Regions from separate parts of the Mus musculus genome. Here region 1 is linked to region 2. Evidence: chromatin contacts called from public Hi-C data. All regions are on one chromosome and are shown on one strand. Each heading gives the region's core, a stretch centred on a gene start, on an enhancer-like site or on the middle of the called end of the contact. The rest is flanking DNA. Distances are from core to core; before and after follow the strand shown. Region 1 has its middle 180 kb from the start of Gm32357. Region 2 has its middle 67 kb from the start of Gm32357.

Region 1 (5,657 bases), core at 482-2,981, 110 kb before region 2:
AGCTTACCCTCACAGTGAACATACTTCCTCCAGCAACCATAGGCCATACTCCTAATAGTGGCACTCCCTATGGGCCAAGCATTTAAACAAATGAGTCTCTGAGAGTTGTACCTAGTCTGACCAGCACACATATCTCAGCAAACAGTGTAAACATGACTCACATTAATATTATTAAGTTAAAGCACAAAAGACATCGTGTTACTCAGAACCACAGATCATGGATTAGATTGAGATAGAATGTCAGTTGCCATATGCATTTTGAAAACATAAAAGAAATGGTGAACACCTTGTTGACCATCGGTTTAAGGATTTGATATGAGGCCATGCATTAGTAATTCTGCTTAAGTGAAAAAAAAAAAAAGTATAGTAAGTGTGATCATAAAAATAAAAGTATTTTTAAATTCAAAATTTATGAAAATGGAAGGTCTTTAGATTTTCATAGCAAAACAGTATATGATATATAATTAATTATATGAATAAATATATTTACAACAACAACCAACAAAGAAATGTAGTGTTTTCTCTTAAAAAAATCCCAGTACTCAGGTTCTATAGGACGAAACCTCTGTGTTTTCATTTTCTTTTCTTTTGTTATTAGATATTTTCTTTAGTTCCTTATAACCTCCCTTTATTTCCCTATATTCCCCCCTCTCTGCTCCCCTACCCACCCACTCCCACTTCTTGGCCCTGGCGTTCCCCTGTACTGGGGCATATAAAGTTTGCAAGACCAAGGGGCCTCTCTTCCCAATGATGGCCGACTAGGCCATCTTCTCCTACATATGCAGCTAGAGACAGGAGCTCTGGGGGTACTGGTTAGTTCATATTGTTGTTCCACCTATAGGGTTGCTAAAGCAGTGCTTCAAGAAAGCACCTCTCCGTCTTCTATCCTGGTATGTTGTTGACAAGGTGGCCACCAGGGGGAAACCTTGGACTATAAACGTCCATGAGTCCTTAACTTAAAATCACAGCACAATTTATTACAAATTAAATATCTAACACGTCATTTCAAACCTCGTTCAAACATTTGAGATATGATTTGAACAGAGTTTAAGTTCTGTATGAAAAATACTTTTTCTTGATTTCACAGTAATCCCATATTAATACAAATCAACGAATAACTGCACGTGTGCGCATTTGTTAGTATGAATGTGCAAAGCTATGTGTGGGTGCATGCAGCTATGTAGGAGTGTCCATGAGCTTCTGAGCTTTAGGGGGCCAGGTGAAAACATTAGACATCTTCTCAATGTCTCTCTATCCAATTTTTTAGACAGGGCTTCTCACTGAACCTGAGGTTTGTCAATTCAGCTTGACAGATTGGCTAGGAAGCCACGGACATTTGGTTGTCTACACAACCTACGTTCTGTGCTTAAAGGGATATTTTCTGCATTAAATTAATGTTCCTTTTTATACTCAGATGTTATATAGTGGAGAAAGATGATCTATGTTTATACTAACAGGTTAATTTCACACCAAATTTCTCCACTATTTCAGAGGTTCTGCAGCAAGGTGAATCACACGTTGGAACCTATGCCTCACACATTTTCTTGCATTAATCATCTAATTCCTTCCGTGGCTTCAAGTCAAATTGCACTAGGTAACAACTTCCCATAAGAAGACATTTGGGGCATGTCTCTTTGCTATGACTAAGACTATGAAAACTCAGCATGTTCCCATGATCTAATACATCCTTATTTGGTACCTTAACAACACTTTAAAGGAATCCTTTTCCATGTTTCTCACAAGGTAAAGGAAACTATGATGCCTAGAATACTTACTTCTGCAGTGCACAGAGGGATGGCTACAGAAGATGACTCAGGTGTTGGAAACTGCAGCTGAACTTTCAAGTGATGCTTGCAATGGTAGGGAGTAGGCCTAGTTCCAGTGTAAACCAATTCGAATCAAAACATTCTAAAACCAAGATATGTTCTCTTGAGTACAATTAGGCATAACTGCTTATATAAGAAGGGTTTGTCTGTAAAAAATTTTTTTTTTTTTTGCTTTGTTTAATGGTCGCTGTTCTCAGGCCTTGAAAGTGAGGTTAGCATAAGATGTAACATTCAAGTAGTTCCAAAATCTCAAGCCAGTTAGCAAGAGACAAGATGGAGTTTGACCACTTACCTTTCCCCACTAAGATCAGGAGTGAACTTGGGCACTGAACCACAGATCATGGTTCTAGTGCATTGCCAACTGCCATTTCAATGGTAAATAGGGAAGCTACAAGGACTTCAGGGCCCATTGCCCACTGCTAATAACGGTCAGCATGCTGTAACAATCTCTTGGACCACAGTATATTGAGGCAGGGCAGTCATACTTAAAAAACAAAACAAAACAAATGAACAGAAAGCTCAGCATTTCTTCAAAGTAGGAAACATAGAGATTGCATGAGTCCAGAAGACTCATCCCAAGATATATAGCCAAAGTCCATAAGCATACAACCCCACAGGAACTTTATGTGTGTGCCTGTAATTTCATGTATGTGAGATGGATAAAGTATTTCTAGGGAAGCTGCTTTTATCTACCAATAAATAATAAAATCCTTTATGTTTATAAGATAGAATATTTTGCAGCATTAAAAGTAAATGAATAGTAATTCATACTATGTCCTAGATAAGTCTTGAGAAACTTTCACTTTAAAGAATCCATTCAAATTACTTTTAGTGTCTTCTACTTTTGTATAAAATCTCCAGAAGAGGGAAATCCTAGAGATGGGGATGGATTAAGGTTGCCTCTGGCTTGAAAGAAGGAAAGGGGGAAGGGCAGTGGGGAGTTTCTTTTGAAGGTGAAAAAAAATTACTCAGAAACTAGATAATGGTAATGTCTGTAGTCTGCCCACACAAAGGTAGTCATGATGAATTATACACATTAAACATAGGAATGGCTTTGTGTATTACAATACCCCTATACAATTATTTCTAAAAGGGAAGTCTGAGCTGGTTGTTTCTCACCTTTTCAAGCTCAGGGTTTAACCTAAATACATGAATATTTACTATTAAACTTATTTTCCTCTTTATCACTGAAAATTGGTAGCTTTCTCTTTCCTTGCCCATTCTTATGTCTGTAGGGTTATCTGTTCTTTTCCTTCATATAGGAATATATATGAAGGAAATATAGTCCCTTTCCTTGCTATCTTCTGCCCTTTCCTCTTTCTCCCTGTTCCCTTTTGATGTGCTGAAAACTTATTTCTCTGACCACTCAGAACCTGTCCCTAGGCTTTTGTCACCTAGTAACCTGGAGTTGATATAGTTTTCCTTTTAGTTCATTATTTCTGCGTTCAAAACTTCTCTTTAATTCCGTGTAGAGAGGCTTTACTGTCACACTATCAGGTGTTGCTAATTCAGTACCCGTGATTCTGTGGCTAAGCACCATGTTTGAGCTTCCCAACAATGTGATTTATGGATTGCTGAAAGTCTTGCTTGTTCTGAATGCTCAGGACTTTCTTTCTACAAGAGTAGAAAGAAAGAACACACTGATCACTGGCGACTTTCACAATGGTCACATGCACACCTCACTATAAGGAATGGGTATCCAAAAGCTAGAAGTGCCCATCAGCCACTTGGAACATGGCTCCTCTGAAATGAAATGCTGTTTTTGTGAAATTCACGTAAGACTCCAACATAAAAGTACTGTAAATTATCATGTTAATGTTATTCTGAATATATATTGAAATGATTATATTTATCTAATCTGACAAAAATTATATCAATAAGAATTGATGGTTCCAGGATTCTGCCTAGAGTAGTCTGCACAGATGAGAGTGTGGACTACAGAAGCTAACAGCTTCTGTGAAAGGCCAAAACAACACAGCTTCTGGGACAGGTCCTGTTTTGGGCCTTCATATTCGGCCAGGAGGGAGGTCCGAATGCCAGATATCTGTGCACCTTCCCTGTAAGAGGAGAGCGTGCCTGCAGAGAGTGCTCTGACCACTGAAACTCAGAGGAAAGATATAGTCTCCCAGGTCTGCTGATAGAGGCTAACAGAATCACCTGAGGAATAAGCTCTAACCAGAGACAACTAAATCAACGAACTCCAGAGATTACCAGATGGTGAAAGGTAAACATAAGAACCTTACTAACAGAAACCAAGACCACCACTCACCATCATTAGAACCCAGCACTCCCACCTTGCCCAGTCCAGGGCACCCCAACACACCCGAAAAGCTAGACCTGGATTGAAGAGCATATCTCATGATGATGGTAGAGTACATCAAGAAGGACTTTAATAACTCACTCAAAGAAATACAGGAGAACACTGCTAAACAGGTAGAAGACCTTAAAGAGGAAGCACAAAAATCCTTAAAGAATTGCAGGAAAACATGAGCAAACAGGTGATGGAATTGAATAAAACCATCCAAGACCTAAAAAGGGAAGTAGACACAATAAGAAAACCCAAAATGAGGCAACACTGGAGACAGAAACCCTAGGAAAGAAATCTGGAACCATAGATGCGAGCATCAACAACAGAATACCAGAGATGGAAGAGAGAATCTCAGGTGCAGAAGATTCCATGGACATCAGCACAACAATTAAAGAAAATGGAAAATGCAAAAAGATCCTAACTCAAAACATCCAGGAAATACAGGACACAATGAAAAGATCAAACCTACGGTTAATAGGAGTAGATGAGAATGAAGATTTTCAACTCAAAGGACAACAAATATCTTCAACAAAATTATAGAAGAAAATTTCCCAAACCTAAATAAAGAGATGCCCATGAACATACAAGAAGCCTACAGAACTCCAAATAGACTGGACCAGAAAAGAAATTCCTCCCGACACATAATAATCAGAACAACAAATGCATTAAATAAAGATAGAATATTAAAAGGAGTAGGGAAAAAGGTCAAGTAACATATAATGGCAAGCCTATCAGAATTAGACCAGATTGTTCACTAGAGACTATGAAAGCCAGAAGAGCCTGGACAGATGTTATACTAAGAGAACACAAATGCCAACCCAGGCTACTATACCCAGCCAAACTTTCAATTACCTTAGATGGAGAAACAAAAGTATTCCACCACAGATTCAAATTCACACATTATCTTTCCCTGAATCCTGCCCTTCAAAGGATAATAACAAAAAAAAAAAAAAAATACCACGTCCTAGAAAAAGCAAGAAGGTAATCCCTCAATAAACCTAAAAGAAGACAGCCACAAGAACAGAATGCCAACTTTAACAACAAAAATAATAGGAAGCAACAATTACTTTTCCTTAATATCACTTAATATCAATGGACTCAACTCCCCAATAAATAGACATAGACTAACAGACTGGCTACACAAACAGGACCCAAAATTTTGCTGCTTACAGGAAACCCATCTCAGGGAAAATGATAGACACTACCTCAGAATGAAAGGCTGGAAAACAATTTTCCAAGCAAATGGTCTTAAGAAACAAGCTGGAGTAGCCATTCTAAAATCTAATAAAATCGACTTCCAACCCAAAGTCATCAAAAAAGACAAGGAGGGGCACTTCATACTCATCAAAGTTATAATCTTCCAAGAGGAACTCTCAATTCTGAATATCTATGCTCCAAATACAAAGGCAGACACATTAATTTTAAAAAAAGTTAGTAAAGCTCAAAGCACACATTGCATCTCACACAATAATAGTGGGAGACTTCAACACACCACTTTCACCAATGGACAGATCATGGAAACA
Region 2 (5,880 bases), core at 928-3,427:
CTTGTCTCTCAAAAATCAAAACGAATAAAACCAATAAGACAAATAATAACAGACCAAAACAATTCAATACAAAGAAAAAAGTCCAAAGAGAAACCGAGAGGCCATCTTGAGTTGGTCAGTCACTCCTGGGCTTTGTGTATGGTTCCTGTACCCAGTGACAGTTCATTGAAAAACTAATTTCCCTTTACCCAGCAGGGATTAGTTGCAAATGAAAGAGTTAAATTCTTAATCAGAAATGACATATAGGTCTAGAGGTTTTAGCTTTAAATCAACACATACTGTTCCTTCACTTCTGAACATCAAAAACACTATCCTGTATTTGTCATTATCCACAGGTAACATCCATTAACATTTAACTATTAGATCAAACGTTTCTTTACTAAGAAGGCATTCTCTAACTCTTTAAGATGTCTCAGTCTTTGCAGTTATGTAATTTGTATCTTCACAGGACTACTATGAGGGCAGTTCCACAGTTTAATTGATCTAGTTATAGTTATGTAAATAGATTCTATCTAGTCAAGGCTGATTTTTGATGTTTAGTATTCTTTGCAACAACTATAACTTGACTGGCACAAATGAAACATTTAATAAAATGAACAGAGTAGCAATGTGTGAAGAATGTGCCATATAAGTTAGGTAATGTATAGTTTAATATCAAATACTAATTGATTATGATGACTTTGTTTTTAAACACTGTGGCACAGATACATGATTTTATCTTCCTTCAATTATACTTGAATATTAGGCTGATCTGATATATAACAGAAACCTCATTCCAAAGATTATCAATAAATATAACATTAAAAGTCCAGCACCCTCCAAATAAAGTTGCTTTGTTTCTAGTCACAAAAGAAAAAAAGACAAAATTCAAAAAAAATTCTTTTTGATGTCTAAAAAAGTATTCTAAATGTTTTCTGTTGATAATAGTGTAAAAATGTTTCTCTCTTTTATGAATAGTTTAACTATGTTTAGAGAAGTACACAACAGCATCATTAAACTTTTTTTCTAATATAATCTCATTTTTTTTATTTTTTATTATTGGGTATTTATTTCATTTACATTTCCAATGCTATCCCAAAAGTCCCCCACACCCCCCCCCCCACTGCCCCATCCACCCACTACCACCTCTTGGCCCTGGCGTTCCCCTGTACTGAGGCATATAAAGTTTGCACGACCAATGGGCCTCTCTTTCCACTGATGGCCGACCAGGCCATCTTCTGATACATATGCAACTAGAGACACGAGCTCCAAGGAGGGGGGTAGGGGGGTGGTGGTGGTACTGGTTAGTTCATATTGTTGTTCCACCTATAGGGTTGCAGATCCGCCCAGCTCCCTGGGTATTTCCTCCTTATACCCATATCTTTTACACAACTGATTTAAGAGGATTTCTATGTCCATGATGCAGAAAATAACACTGCCCAAAGCTAGACCCCTGGAAATCAGTAGATAATTGTAGTTGAGCCATGAAAGAAAGAGAACTGTAATTTCACAGATTTCAAAGAATGAATAGTCTTAGTTTGTGAATTTGTTTTCTTCTGGGGCAGATTATGTTTACTTTGTTTATTTTTATTGTTTTTTTTTTTTAATTAAAGTTTAAGAATATGTCATTTCCAGTGCCAGGCTTGGTGGCACACGCCTTTAATCCCAGCACTCGGGAGGCAGAGGCAGGCAGATTTCTGAGTTTGAGGCCAGCCTAGTCTACAAAGTGAGCTCCAGGACAGCGAGGGCTGCACAGAGAAACCACATCTCAAAAAACAAAAACAAAAACAAACAAACAAACAAAAAAAGATGTCATTTCCTCCCATATTGTCTCCTTACTCAGTCTCCAATAATTAATTCTATATCCTCCCAACTTAACGATAAAAATTAAACATAGTATCCTAGCATCCAAACATTACTTGCATGCCATAAATTTCTACCATTTGTCTAGACAGGTTGAAATTAAAGGCAGTTGAGGGCCACCTGTCTTGAATGCTGAACATCCAACTCAAGTCCTCAGCAAGAACAGTCTGCAGTCTCTCCAGTCTGGCTACAAATTAGATTCCTTCCTTCCCACCAAATGATACATGCTCACATCTTCTTTGTTCCACTTCCTGCTCTTTTTCATGGTAGAGCAGAAGATGTGAATGAACAGCAACTGCGACATAGCCTGAATTCCTTGGTCTTGAGACTTTGTTAAATTCCTTCATGCTTGTGACCTCAATCTGACTCAGATTCTTAGGACACAGAGAGAATGCAGTATGTGCAGTATCTTGCTAAAATGACTCCTCATCTGTGGACTGGAAAACACAGTCCCTTGTGACCCTTTGAAAACCCAGGAGTACAGGACACCAGAACACTGCCATCAGTAACAACTAAGCCGTGCTCATCAGAGATCATAGAGACTGAAGCAGCAGCCACCCACGGATCCTGCATGGGTCTGCGCCATATCCTCTGCATACATGCTGTAGTTATTTACCTTGAGTTTTGTTGGACTCCTAGCAATGGCAGTGGGCAGTGCCATTGACTCTTTTGCCACACCGTAGGACTTCATCTAGCCTTGAAGGAGGGCATATCCCTAGTATTATTGAATCTTATTGTACCAAGTTTGATACCACAGGGAGGCCTGTTCTTCTCTGAAGGGAAATGGAGGAACACTGGGTCTGGGGGAGAGGAGAGGTGATATGGGATCTGAGAGGACGGGATGGAGAGGAGACTTAAATACCTACATATTGGATTAGACAGAATGAATAAATGAATGAATGCATGAATGAATGAATAGAGAAAGTAGGAATCAAGATATCACTTTCTATTTTTCTTTTGGCATTTTGCTCTCCTGTACTCTAACATCCAAACTTATTGTTCCCAATTACCTGAATTAATTACTTTCCTTACTATTGTGACAAAATATTCATCAAAATAAACTTAAAGAAATAAGGATATCGTCCATCATAGTGGGATCATATGCGGGTAGGCTATGAGGCAACTCATTATATTGCATTGCATTAACCAGGCAACAGATACCTACAGATACAACAGTACTAAACCTCGTTATTTAACAGAATTATTCTCCAGTAACCAGAAACATATCCAGGTAACCTACATTGTGAGGTTCTTAAAGTATAGAAAGTAGATAGGTATTCAGGAAATGGCCTCTCTGGCTTTTGTAGATGGCATAGTAATGTTAAAGAATCCTAGGAAGCAGACAGAGAGGGCCCATTCAACAGGAACCCACATGTGAAACAGACATGGGAAAATTAGTCCACTGCGTTGGCCGAATGGAATGTAGCAGATAGTTAACATATAACTACACTCTCCACTTTGTGCCAAGGAAACAGTTCTGAGATGTACAAGACCTTCTGAAGGTAATGTGGGTTTGAGTAGCCTAGGATGGTTTTAGAGATTCTGATAGGATTAAACATCAAACCGAATACAAAAAACTTAAAAGTGCTGTGCCAAGATAGATAATATGATGTGAGGAGCTGAATTACTCCCCCTTATATTCTATAAATTGAAGCTATAATACTCATTGCAGAGGTTAATCCTAAAGGATTAGTGTCATTATAATAAAAGACACTAGAGGGCTCTGCTTCCATCCCCATGAGAAGACATACTGAGAACACCACCAGAAAAACAGGAGTTGAGTTGAATGCCATTTAACTTGGACTTCTGGACTGCACATATTTGGGCCAGTGCATTCATGTTATCTAAGACCCTGGTCCTTTGTATCTTATTGTGAACATCTGAGCTTGTGTAGACAGAGTGAATGATATCTGGTGAGAGAGAGAGAGAGAGAGAGAGAGAGAGAGAGAGAGAGAGAGAGAGAGAGAGAGAACATGAATATAATTCATCAGTTAAATGAGCCACCTCAAGGGAAGAAATGTAATTCTATCCAGAGGAGCATCATCATTTGGAAATAATGGAATGGAGGAGGCTGTAGGGAAGGATGGAAGGAAGGTAGGCTGTAGAACTTAATCGAGGCTGTAGAATTTTATAAGTCTCCAATAAAGCTATGGTATGCGTGGTCTTCAAGTAAAGGGAAGGACTGAGCCTCCAGCAACAACAGCTTAAACACTTAGCACTCCCACCTCAGGAACAGGGTGGAGATGGCTGGGAGGGATGGACACCAAGCCAAAGAAAACTATTCTTTTGCCTCAAGACTCTAGTATTTACTATTAATATTGGAACGAGCAAAGTTTGACTGCATTTTGTATGTGATAATGTATGAAAATGAGTCTATGAGTAATGCAATGGAATGGACAGAGTCTCATGTCTGAAAAAAAATTGTAGATGGTAGCTCTTTATCCAAAGCTTTATTTAAAGGAAGTATGAATTAGGGTTCAAAGACATCATGTGCTTAGAGCTTTGATCTTATAAGGCCGATGTTCCTAAAAGAAGAAAACCTGGTTACTCTCTGTGAGCTTGTGAGAACAAACAGAATGCAGTTATCTGTAATTCAGGAAAAAGGACTCACTTGAAGAGGACTCATATCCTCTATTTTGGAATTACTGTAAGCAAATACATTTAAGAAACCTTATTTATAGTATTTCTTATGGAGGCTCCAGTGATCTAACAAATGAGACTAAATAGTCTCATTTTAAAAATGCTTTGAACTAACTGTCTCTTACTAAATTACTCTAATCCCAATTGTATAAAAATAATTTTGTTAAGATTAGAGATATTATGTCAGGTCATATTTGCACAACCAATTTTTTGAGCGAAGAATTTCAATATGATATAGGAGTTCTGCAGATCAGCTGTGATTATTCACAGAAATTCAAGGGAAACAACTAGTCCTAAGCAATGAAATTGTCCACATCACTTTCTTATAAAATGAAATTCTTGATTTTCACACTCCCTGGACATTATCTTTCCACCTGGACAGATAATGCCATTACAGCCTGGGTAATGGTGTGATTCCATACTGAAATCTCTAGAGTACAACTTACAGTAGAAGTCACTGATAAGCATGTTATAAAGTAGGTTTGCAGTCTTCATCAGCACATTTCTTTTCTTAAATACTTTACACAATTAAGAAAGTAATACCTTCCTGAAATCCCGGAGTTGTCCAGAGCACTTACTGTGTAGGTAGCCAATGATTTTCCAAAAGCATGTTTTAAATTTTTTATGGTTATTATTAGAAAAGTAAATCTTACATTGCTCAGAAAAAAAAAACCAAATTACTTCACAATTAACAACCCAATATTGCTGCTCACACACTTACACTAGTGAGTGTGAAAGGCAACACAGATAGGGACTATTTGGACTGCACCTCAACTTTTCTCCACCAACTGTCATGGATTATATTTGGTGTGTGTGTGTGTGTGTGTGTGTGTGTGTGTGTGTGTGTGTGTGTATTGTGTATGTGCACGCTCACACATGTATTTACAAGCTTACTATTAATAACTATATAACTGTATAATTGTTGCATTGGGCATTAATCTTTTGTGGTATTTCCTTTGTGGATTTCCCCTCTTTCATACTTCTTTGATTAAAATATGTGAAGAAAATAAAAGCATAAATAATATTCAAGTTTCCTACATTGTAACAAAATCCTTCTTTCTTGATATTTTGTGCCTCAATTCTATAAAAGGAAAGCTACTAACACTGTTCAAATGAAGCAACATTGTATCTCTAGTATTATACTATCTTACAAAAGGGTAGTAATTTTAACATAATTTACTAGTAATACAAATTACAATGTCTAAAATTAAGTTTAAAAATGGAAGCACTGAAAATTTTAATTTGCTTCTGATTCTCACTCCTCTTTCAAGGATCATTCATTTAAAAAGCATATAAAACTAAGACTTTTCTTTCCATAATAATACAGTAAGCCATGTTCTACATTTAATAAATATTTTGCTGGTAGCTGGGTGGTGCCGAGCACACAAAAGAGTCCTG

Evidence for each region. A called contact is a pair of places that touch in the nucleus more often than the background predicts.
Region 1: a contact with region 2 is called in a Hi-C map of embryonic fibroblasts, with 9 times the contacts expected there. The contact joins two enhancer-like sites. A contact is called at or near these places in 1 of 39 promoter capture datasets (liver), 48 of 484 Hi-C or Micro-C datasets (the AML12 cell line, the G1E-ER4 cell line, the HL-1 cell line and 26 more) and 2 of 115 datasets of contacts at active chromatin or transcription factors (embryonic fibroblasts and fibro-adipogenic progenitors).

Annotation. Positions count from the first base shown.
Region 1 is chr16:86,414,910-86,420,566 of GRCm38.p6, reverse strand. No RefSeq gene overlaps it. Among named protein-coding and RNA genes, the nearest start is that of Gm32357, 180 kb to the right of the region's middle. Within about 2 kb of position 1,731, at least 6 of the 459 cell types and tissues checked have an H3K27ac peak or open chromatin away from gene starts, as enhancers often do. A contact at or near this core is called in embryonic fibroblasts and tail fibroblasts, where this site is marked.
Region 2 is chr16:86,300,363-86,306,242 of GRCm38.p6, reverse strand. No RefSeq gene overlaps it. Among named protein-coding and RNA genes, the nearest start is that of Gm32357, 67 kb to the right of the region's middle. Within about 2 kb of position 2,177, at least 32 of the 459 cell types and tissues checked have an H3K27ac peak or open chromatin away from gene starts, as enhancers often do. A contact at or near this core is called in embryonic fibroblasts and tail fibroblasts, where this site is marked.